2 separate regions of the Ovis aries genome follow, and region 2 is linked to region 1. A link is a contact called in public Hi-C data. All regions are on one chromosome and are shown on one strand. Each heading gives the region's core, a stretch centred on a gene start, on an enhancer-like site or on the middle of the called end of the contact. The rest is flanking DNA. Distances are from core to core; before and after follow the strand shown. Region 1 has its middle 29 kb from the start of FOXJ2. Region 2 holds the start of NECAP1 (NECAP endocytosis associated 1).

Region 1 (4,644 bases), core at 1,112-3,611:
GTGGATAAGCCTACATAGCTTCCATTAGCGTTTACTCTTGGTGGCGTACAGTCTATGTGCTGGGACAAACGTATAACGACTCAGATCTAGCATGCTGGTCACACAGTGTTCTTTCACTGCCTCAGAAATCCTCTATGCTCCACCTAGTCATCCCTCCCTTTCTTCTCCACCCATTTTTGATCAAAATAATTTTCCAAGACTTCAGCTTTATGAGTTTTCTAAAATTGTTTTTCTTAAGAATATGCCTGGTTGACCCTTTTTTCTTTCTCATCTTCCTTTCCACTGCTTTCTCCTACTTTGTAAAAAAAAAAAAAAAAAAAAAAAGGTTATCTCTAACCCATCTTAAGTTTTTACTACGGTGCAACAGGCACAATTTAAGAGTGCGTAGTTCCTGAGAGATAGAGCTCTGATAGTCAATATGGCATTAATGGGAATGATTAGAGGGGGAAGCGTCTTCCCAGTGATATTCAGAGGGTGACCATCCATGGATGGGTGACTTTAGCATCTCCTAGGGGCTTGTTAGGTGTGAAAACTGACAGTTCCACTCCAGACTTGCTGGGTCAGACTCTCTGAAAGGTAGGGACCAAAAAACTCGTAGTAACACCAAGCCTTCCAAGTGACTCCTAAACATGCTAGAGTTTTAGAAGCATCAACTGGTTAAAAAAAAAAAAAAAAAACCCTCAGCAAAGTTCCAGAACATCTGTCTGAATTGAGAAGATGGTTGGTACAAAGACAGAAGTTAACATTTTTATTTGAAATAAAGTCAGAATTTTTCTGACACAAACCAAGTATGATTTGGCTTACTGGCTTGCCCAAGGACAATGGCTTTGTCACGCAGTTGATAATTCTACATATGGAATGAGTTATGTTTGTAATCAAAGGTTTAAAAAACTCTACAGGAACCCACATATATGGTTGTAATTTCTTATTTTAAAAAAATCTTTATTTTTAAAGGATTATTTTTTACCTTTCTGATTTTTGTCTCTGCTGGGTCATTGCTGTGGGGGCTTTTCTCTAGTTGCAGTAAGTGGAGGCCACTCTCTAGTTGGTGCACAAGCTCTACGGTTTGCCGGCTTCAGCAGCTGCACTTCTCTGGCGGTAGAGCACAAGCTCACTAGTTGTGGCACATGGGGAACTTCAGCATTGGCAGGCTGATTCTTTACCACTGAGCCACCAGGGAAGCTCTTAAAAGTGGTGTTTTGTTTTTGTTTTTGTTTTTTTTTCCCCTCTTTGATGTGGACCATTTTTAAAGTCTTTACTGAATGTGTTACAATATTGCTTCTATTTTATGTTTTGGCTTTTTGACCGCAAGGCATGTGGGATCTTCGTTCCCTAACCAGGGATCAAACCCACAGCCCCTACATTGGAAGGTGAAGTCTTAACCACTGGACCGCCAGGGAAGACCCATGTATGGTTGTAATTTAGGGGCAAGGGGAGCCTGAAATACAGCCGCAATTACAGGCTAGCTCTGCTCCTCAACCAGAGGGAGGGGCATGTTTTCTCTGCACAGAGGGAGGGTCCCTAGAAAACTGCCCATTCCGCTTCCCCCCACCCCCACCAGGCACCCCTTTTCTCAATCTGCACAAAGGTACCAGAAAGGCTAACAATAGCCCTGAAACCCATCGAGACAGCAGAAACTAATCCCGGAAAGTAATTAAAACATTTTAGATATCAACTTAAAAATGAGTGTGTGTGAGGGGGAGGGGTAGATGGGGGGGGCAGGGGACAGGTTGTATAGTTTTTCAAAATTATTTTCTGAGTAAACAAGCCAAAACGGAGATTACTGTATCTGTCTCTCCTTCCATGTTGCTCGGGCGCACACACCCCTGCCCAAGTCTCTGCCTTTCTCTGATTCTTATATCACATCAAAGCCCATCCGTTCCTTTAACCTTCTGCCTGATCTTTCGCCTAAGCGTTCTCAAGTTTATTCTTTTCTTTTGCGGGCGCTGCCAATTCACTTCTAGGACCACACACTCGAGCCTGACTAAATACACCAACCCATCATTAGCTCATCTCGGCTGGATTCTCATTTCCACCTCCTGTAAACCCACAAGAGCAGGGAGGGTGCCCCAAAGGCACACACTGCCACCTAGCGGCCGACGGTTTACCAGGCGACTGGGGCGACCCCGGGCGTTTGGCAGGGGCACCAGGGCGGAACCGCCAGCGTTAGCTCCCTCCGCTGGGGTCATGGCCTTATCTCTGTTCGGAAACATCTTTCCACGTCTTTTTCTCTCAAAATTCATTCCATCTTTCAAAGTCCAGCGTAAACGTCATTTCTTTTTTTTGATCTTCCAAGGAAGAGGACCCCACTCCTCTACAAGTCTCAGCGTGGGTTCAGCTGTTTCACTGGAAGGCCTGGAGAGCCACACTGCCTAATCCCAACTCTTTCTCTTCCTCTAGTCCTTCAAAGACTCGGGGCCTCTGAAGTGTGTGCCATCAGGATATTGCAGTCTGTGATCCCCTGGGCCACTTCCCTTCATTCCCTGGAAATCTGAAAACCTGACTCATTCTCCTGGTTACACAACGCCTGCTGTCATCATTCCTAGCGGCTGCGTCATCCCTGGAAACAGTTCAGCCCTGTGTTGGCCTCAGTTCCTTGTCCGCTCATTTCCAATCATCCTATTTTCCAGTCCACCTCGCACTCATTTTCATGGTGACACCCTAGCCTGAGTCATTAAAAATAAATGCTTTTCTTCCCAAACCTCTGTTTCTTGAATCTCACACTGATCATGGCCTCTCCAACAATTTTTTTTTTTTTTTAATGTGGACCATTTTTAAAGTCTTTCTTGAAATTGATAGTGCTTCTGATCTCGTGTTTTGGCCATGAGGCATGTGGGATCTTATTAGCTCCCTGATCAAACCCGCACCCCCTGCTTTGAAAGGCAGTTTTAACCACTGGATGGTCAGGGAATTCTCCTTTAACCATTTCTTAATAGGAGCAGGATCTCTAAGTTATTAACTCTATTAAATTTTCACTTCATCACCCTTCTATTTTTACTTTCCATATCCCCTAACTTAAATGGTTAGATTCATCACTATAAGCACTACTTTGCAAAAACTTGCAACTCCTTAACACTTTTCTCCCTCCTGTTATATTCCTGGGTAAAACCCCAACCCTTGGTTAAATCCAACTCTAGTTACTCTGCTTGCTTGCATTCACTAACTAAATAAATATAACTGGAGAAAAACCTGCAACCATGCTAACTGGTATCACATTGAATTAGATGATAATCTCAAGTGAGCTCTCGGAACTGCTCTGCAAAGCTTTATTTTCCCAAATTCACTCCCTATTGTATAACAATTTCACACCTTTTCCTCCCACCTCAAATTTCCAAGATCTCCTTGTCCTTTTTCACACTGAGTTGATAATCTCATTTCTTATTTCTTTGAAAAACGAAAGAAATTTCTCACCATTCTAATTCATTATCAAATCTACCTGAATCAGTATCCACACTCTCAGCTTGCTTCTTGTTGAAATGGATGAACTGTCTCCTGCTCCCCGGCTCAGGAAGATCCCCTGGAGAAGGAAATGGCAACCCACTCCAGTATTCTTGCCTGGAGAATCCCATGCACAGAGGAGCCTGGGGGGCTACAGTCTGTGGAGTCGCACAGAGTGGGACACGACTGAGCGACTGGACAACAACCACCCATCGGCTAAGGCTGGTCCCTCCACCACAGAACTGACTCCTTTCCCTCTCACCTTACTCAAGAATTTCATCCTAAACACATTTCCCTTATATCATCTCATTTCCCTTTCTACTAGATCAATACCATCATATCCCTTAACAACACTCTCCTTTAGATAAAGACAGACTTCAAAAAAGTAGATGCTTCTGAGAAGGTGAGATGTTGGCAGACTCTTACAATACATACGAGATTCTATTTCTCAAGCAGGGTGGGTATCAAGGTGTCCATTTTAAAGATTCTTGCCTTTTTCATAAAGATGGTGCTGAAAGCGAGGGAAGCGGTGCTGAAAGACATCTACATCTGCCTCTGAAGGCAGCCCAACACCCCTGGAAGAGCACTCCCAGGAGGAGGAGGCCTGACCCTGTGCCACCATCAAGGCCTGCTGACCTGGGTGATCCATGAAGAAGACAACAATATACTTGTGTTCACTCTGGGGTCAAGGCCAACAAGCACCAGATCAAATAGGCATGTCATGGCCAAGGTCAACATTGTGATCAGGTCTGATGGAGAGAAGTCCAACTGGCTCTTGACTGTGATGCTTTGGAGGGTGCTAACAAAGTTAGGAGAAGGAAATGGCAACCCACTCCAGTGTTCTTGCCTGGAGAATCCCAGGGACGGGGGAGCCTGGTGGGCTGCCATCTATGGGGTTGCACTGAAGCAACTTAGCAGCAGCAACAAAATTAGGATCATCTGAACCCAACTCCACCTGGTTAATTCTCAATATAAATTGACCGTATAAAATTCTTATCATACATTCCTTCATAGTAATGACAGAAATAATTATTTTCTGGACCTTAAGTTCCTTTTCAAGACAAGCGCCCTGCATCTGTGCTCCCTTTAAAGTAAATTCCACCGATTCCTTAAACCACTATCAAAAGTGACTTTTATGTAATATTATGTTAGTGATGACTTTAAAAATACTATTGTGAGTGAAGTGAAAGTGTTAGTTGCTTAGTT
Region 2 (4,971 bases), core at 1,382-3,881, 81 kb after region 1:
GAAGATTCCCTGGAATAGGAGGCACCCCACTCCAATTTCCCTGCCTGGAAAATCCATGGACCAATGAGGCTGACTGGCTACAGCTCACGGGGTAGCAAAGAGTCAGACATGACTGAGCACAGCATACATACACACACACACACAAAATCCCAAAGCATTCTATAGTAATAGATATGCCATTAACCATTTTCTGTTGATATTCATTTACCTAGTTTCCATTTTTCACTCTTACAAACAATGCTGTAATAAACAATCTTTGTATATATTATTTTGCACACATAAAATTATTGCCCTAAAATAGCTATTAGTGGATTTGCTACATTGAATGTTACATACAGGGTATTAATTCAAAATTTACCTTCAGAAATGCTGTACCACTACCTTTCAGCAAACACTGAGTAGTTGATCCCCCACATCCTTATAATGGCTAACTATTATGAGTCATTTTTGAATTTTAAGATATCACTTTGTTATGCAGAGCAGACAAATTAGACAGGTTTTCAACCAGTCAACATGATGAAGTGGTGACTAGACCACTGTTGTAGTCAGACAGACTTGAGTTGGTATATTGGTTTTCCACTTGCCCTCTGTGCTAATTAAATCAATTAGGTGACTGTTGTGGCAAGTTTAAATTTGGAGTGTACAAAGCAGGTGTTTATGGAGACACTACAGTAGAACTTACCACTATAATAAAACTGAGAGCAAACATTGGCTATTAAATAATTCATAATGCTCGTCCCAACTGGTCAGGAATTGAATTGATCCCATTTATAGCTTAGTGTGTTAGTCACTCTGTTGTGTCTGACTTTGTGACCCCATGTACTGTATCCTGCCAGGCAACTCTGTTCATGGGATTTTCCAGGCAAGAATACAGAAATGGGTTGCCATTTCCTTCTCCAAGGGATCTTCCAGACCCAGGGATAGGGCTCAGGTCTTCTGCATTAAAGGCAGATTCTTTACCATCTGAGCCACCAAGGAAGCCCATTTACGGTTTAACATGGGCAAAATTTCCAAACAAGATAATCAAAAGTACACGCTGAAAGTGTAGCAGACTATTTCAACAGGTGCCATTCTCGAAACTCTGAGATAAAAAGGAGTTATTATAAGGCAATGGATCAGGCCTGGCATTTTTAAAGTTTGGACTCTGGAAGATTAAAATCTACCATGTCTAGGCCTGGATTATACACTGTCTTTAAGTTCAGTTCAGTTCAGTCGCTCAGTCGTGTCCGACTCTTTGCGACCCCATGAACTGCAGCACGCCAGGCATCCCTGTGCATCACTAACTCGTGGACTTCACTCAAACTCATGCCCATCGAGTGAGTGGGCTCAGCCATTTCAGCCATTTCATCCTCTGTCGTCCCCTTCTCCTCCTGCCTCAAATCCCTCCCAGCATCAGAGTCTTTTCCAGTGAGTCAACTCTTTGCATGAGGTGCCCAAAGTATTGGAGTTTTAGCTGTAGCATCATTCCTTCCAAAGAACACCCAGGACTGATCTTTAGAATGGACTGGTTGGATCTCCTTGCAGTCCAAGGGACTCTCAAGAGTCTTCTCCAACACCACAGTTCAAAAGCATCAGTTCTTTGGTGCTCAGCTTTCACAGTCCTCACATCCATGCATGACTACTGGAAAAACCATAGCCTTGACTGCTGCTGCTGCTGCTGCTGCTGCTGCTGCTGCTGCTAAGCCGCTTCAGTCGTGTCCGACTCTGTGCGACCCCACAGACGGCAGCCCACCAGGCTCCCCGGTCCCTGGGATTCTCCAGGCAAGAACACTGGAGTGGGTTGCCATTTGCTTCTCCAATGCACGAAAGTGCAGTCGCTCAGTCCTATCCGACTCTTCGTGATCCCATGGACTGCAGCCTACCAGGCTCCTCCGTCCATAGGATTTTCCAGGCGAGTACTGGAGTAGGGTGCCATTGCCTTCTCCGTAGCCTTGACTAGATGGACCTTTGTTGGCAAAGTAATGTCTCTATTTTTGAATATGCTATCTAGTTGGTCATAACTTTCCTTCCAAGGAGTAAGCGACTTTTAATTTCATGGCTACAGTCATCATCTGCAGTGATTTTGGAGCCCCCCCCAAAATGAAGTCTGACACTGTTTCCACTGTTTCCCCATCTATTTCCCATGAAGTGATGAGACCAGATGCCATGATATTAGTTTTCTGAATGTTGAGCTTTAAGCCAACTTTTTCACAGGTATCCAATTTGGGATTACGGACCCGCGGATACCTCTTTTCTCTTGGAAACTACGGTTAAGAAGTGACTCTTGGAAGAAAAAAAATTCGCCAGGCTTCGAGATGGTCCTCGTTCTCCCAGAGCACTGCTGGCACCTCCCGAGAGCAAGATGGCGCTTTCCCTTCTCGCCTTTCGGGGATGGAGATATCCTTAACGTGAATCACGCACTTGGAAGGCATCCTTGCCATTACCCAAAATGGTGATTCCCGCAACCTCACCGTTTCCAGGTTTCAACATGGCTTCCGCAACCAGCGCCAACGGCGGTTAATCTCAGGACGCCTGCCGAACTCTCGAGGAAGTGGCGTCAGCGGAAGTGCGTAAACGGAAGTTGTTTTAGAAGTTAAGTCCCCGGCTCTACGTCCCGCCCCCGCGCTGCCGCCCCGCCCCCCGCGGCCCTGCGAGTAGAGCCAAGATGGCGTCCGAGTTGGAGTACGAGTCTGTACTGTGTGTGAAGCCTGACGTCAGCGTCTACCGGATTCCTCCTCGGGCCTCCAACCGCGGTTACAGGTACTAACTTCGAGTCACTGCGGCACGCGCTCACCCGGTCGGGCTTGACACTTTGTTTCCCAGGTAGCAGGCCGCCCGTCCGTGCCATTGCCGCCTCTGGATTGTTACCTTGCTAGCCTGACCACCTGGGTTTTTGTCACCTTTCCCCCTGCTGTTTCCCCACTCTGGACTGCCGACATCCTTGTTTCCGGCTCTTAAAAAAAAAATTACCATCCTCTACCCTCCCACCGCTCTCCCCCCGGACCCCTCTGGGTTACCCATCTGCTCCCCATTATTCTCCTCCTGTCGTGTCTGCGGCTTGGCCAGTCACCTTTCCTTCGCTCATGCCTGCGTCCTTCAAGTTGTCACCCTTATCGTCCCATCCCTACTTCCCACCCCCCGCACCCCCTATTTCCAATACCTGGTGCGCATTTGTTGGTGATTATTGTGTCTTAGGCCCCTCTCTGGATGAGATAGTTTATCTTTTGTGCCGTTCAGTCTTGCCACCAAATACCACCATCCACCATATACTATAGTATAGGTGATATTATAGTATTTTCAAGCCTTCCTTCCCTCTTAACTTCTCATATAGTTTTTACTTTCAGAGTTAACACAGCGTTTTATCTGGAGGGCTAACTAACCATTTTGTAACCCAATGACTATGAGGGCTTGAGGATGCTGTCTAAAGTTATGGACATGCAGTCCAAAGAATTAACTTGCAACTCACTGGGTTACCTGTTAAAAAATATGAGTGTGAGCCCTGGCAATTTAACAGCTATGTGATTTGATACAAATCTTTTAGCCTCTCCAAGCCTAAGTTTTCTCATCTGTAAAATAGAAAAAAAAAAAAAGAGGATGGGGGAGGGGGTGATAATAAAACCTACTCTAGCTATGTACCTTTAGAAGTTTTTGGAGAGTTAAATGAAATCATAATAAATGTAAAAATAATTAAAAATGAATTTCCTAAAAAGAATTCAGTAAACAGTAAAGCAGTCGATAAATACAGTATTTTGATTTCTCTCTCTGACTCACATCACCAGCATGATTTTCCTCTTGTCATTTGTTACCTCGGCTTAAAAATTACCCTCTCCCTGTGTCTTATGTTGTACTTCCTTATCAGAGGTTTGTTCATCCTGAATCAGTATCTCTGTGCTTGCTGACCTGTGCACTAGATCCTGTGATTACCTAAAAGGTAATCCTAATTTCAGGCTTTCAATCAGACCCCAGCTGACTGTGAATAAGACTCTACATGCTTTTTGATGATAGTCACGGGGCCTAATACCTGTGAGTCAGCTGAGACCTCTTTTCCTTTGGCCAGCCTTCCTTGACCTTTTTGTTCTGGATTAGGTGTGCTCTGCGTCCCTCCATAGTGCTTGTTCTTGACTCTATCACTTGCCTGCCTTCTACGTTCTAATTGGTTGGTTGTTCTCCCAGTTCACCAGACTAGACCATGAACAACTTGAGGTCTTCTTAAACTTAGATCTTTTAAACATTTTCTAGGATCTAGCACAGTTTCCTGCACATAGTGGAGACTCTGTAAATGTTGACTGAAAAGAATTAATAGGTTACACTTAAATTAGCATTGATTAATCTGTTAAATAAGGTAAAATAGCTGATGATCTCTAACTTTAGGTATTAAGACTTCCTAAAAGATATGATACACATTGAAGTGGGTTTCAGTTCTTTTTCAGTCCGACTTTTTGCAGCTCTGTGAACCTGCCAGGCTCATGGAATTCTCTAGGCAAGAATACTGGAGTGGGTTGCAATTCCCTTCTCCAGTGGATCTTCCCTACCCCTGGACTGAACTCGGGTCTCCTGCATTGCAGGCAGATTCTTTACTAACTGAGCCACCAGGGAAGCCTTTTTCTTTTGCTTCACGCTTTTAAAAACACCTTTTACCCATCTGCATTCTCTGTCTTCACTTTTACTTTATCCTTATGTCAGTTAACTGCACTGACCCATCAAAGCAATTTCTTAATTTTCCTCTTTTACCCTTTTCCTTGTCATTCTATGTTTCCCATGCTTATTACTGACATTTTTATCCTACAAGAGGCTTTTTATATCAACCACTGTTAGTGAAGAGAGCAGAATAAATTTGAATCTTGAGTCTCATTTATTTGCTGGGTTATCTCTGGCAAGTCACTTAAATCTTTGAACTTTAGTTTTCTCATCTATAAAGATGGGTGTAATATTATTTACTTTGTGAGATTCTGTCAGTTTTCACAAGAATGGGCATAATAACTCCTGGAACAG

The links. Hi-C and Micro-C count contacts between places; a contact is called where the count stands out from the background.
Region 2: a Hi-C map of tail adipose tissue shows a contact between it and region 1, with 4 times the contacts expected there. The contact joins the promoter of NECAP1 here to the enhancer-like site in region 1. A contact is called at or near these places in 2 of 16 Hi-C or Micro-C datasets (both in tail adipose tissue).

Annotation. Positions count from the first base shown.
Region 1 is chr3:207,117,775-207,122,418 of ARS-UI_Ramb_v3.0, forward strand. No RefSeq gene overlaps it. Among named protein-coding and RNA genes, the nearest start is that of FOXJ2, 29 kb to the right of the region's middle. Within about 2 kb of position 2,362, at least 39 of the 54 cell types and tissues checked have an H3K27ac peak or open chromatin away from gene starts, as enhancers often do. A contact at or near this core is called in tail adipose tissue, where this site is marked.
Region 2 is chr3:207,198,583-207,203,553 of ARS-UI_Ramb_v3.0, forward strand. It overlaps NECAP1 (NECAP endocytosis associated 1), which reads left to right and starts at 2,632. Exons shown (of 8, transcript XM_004006895.5): 1 at 2,632-2,739. The coding sequence starts at 2,645.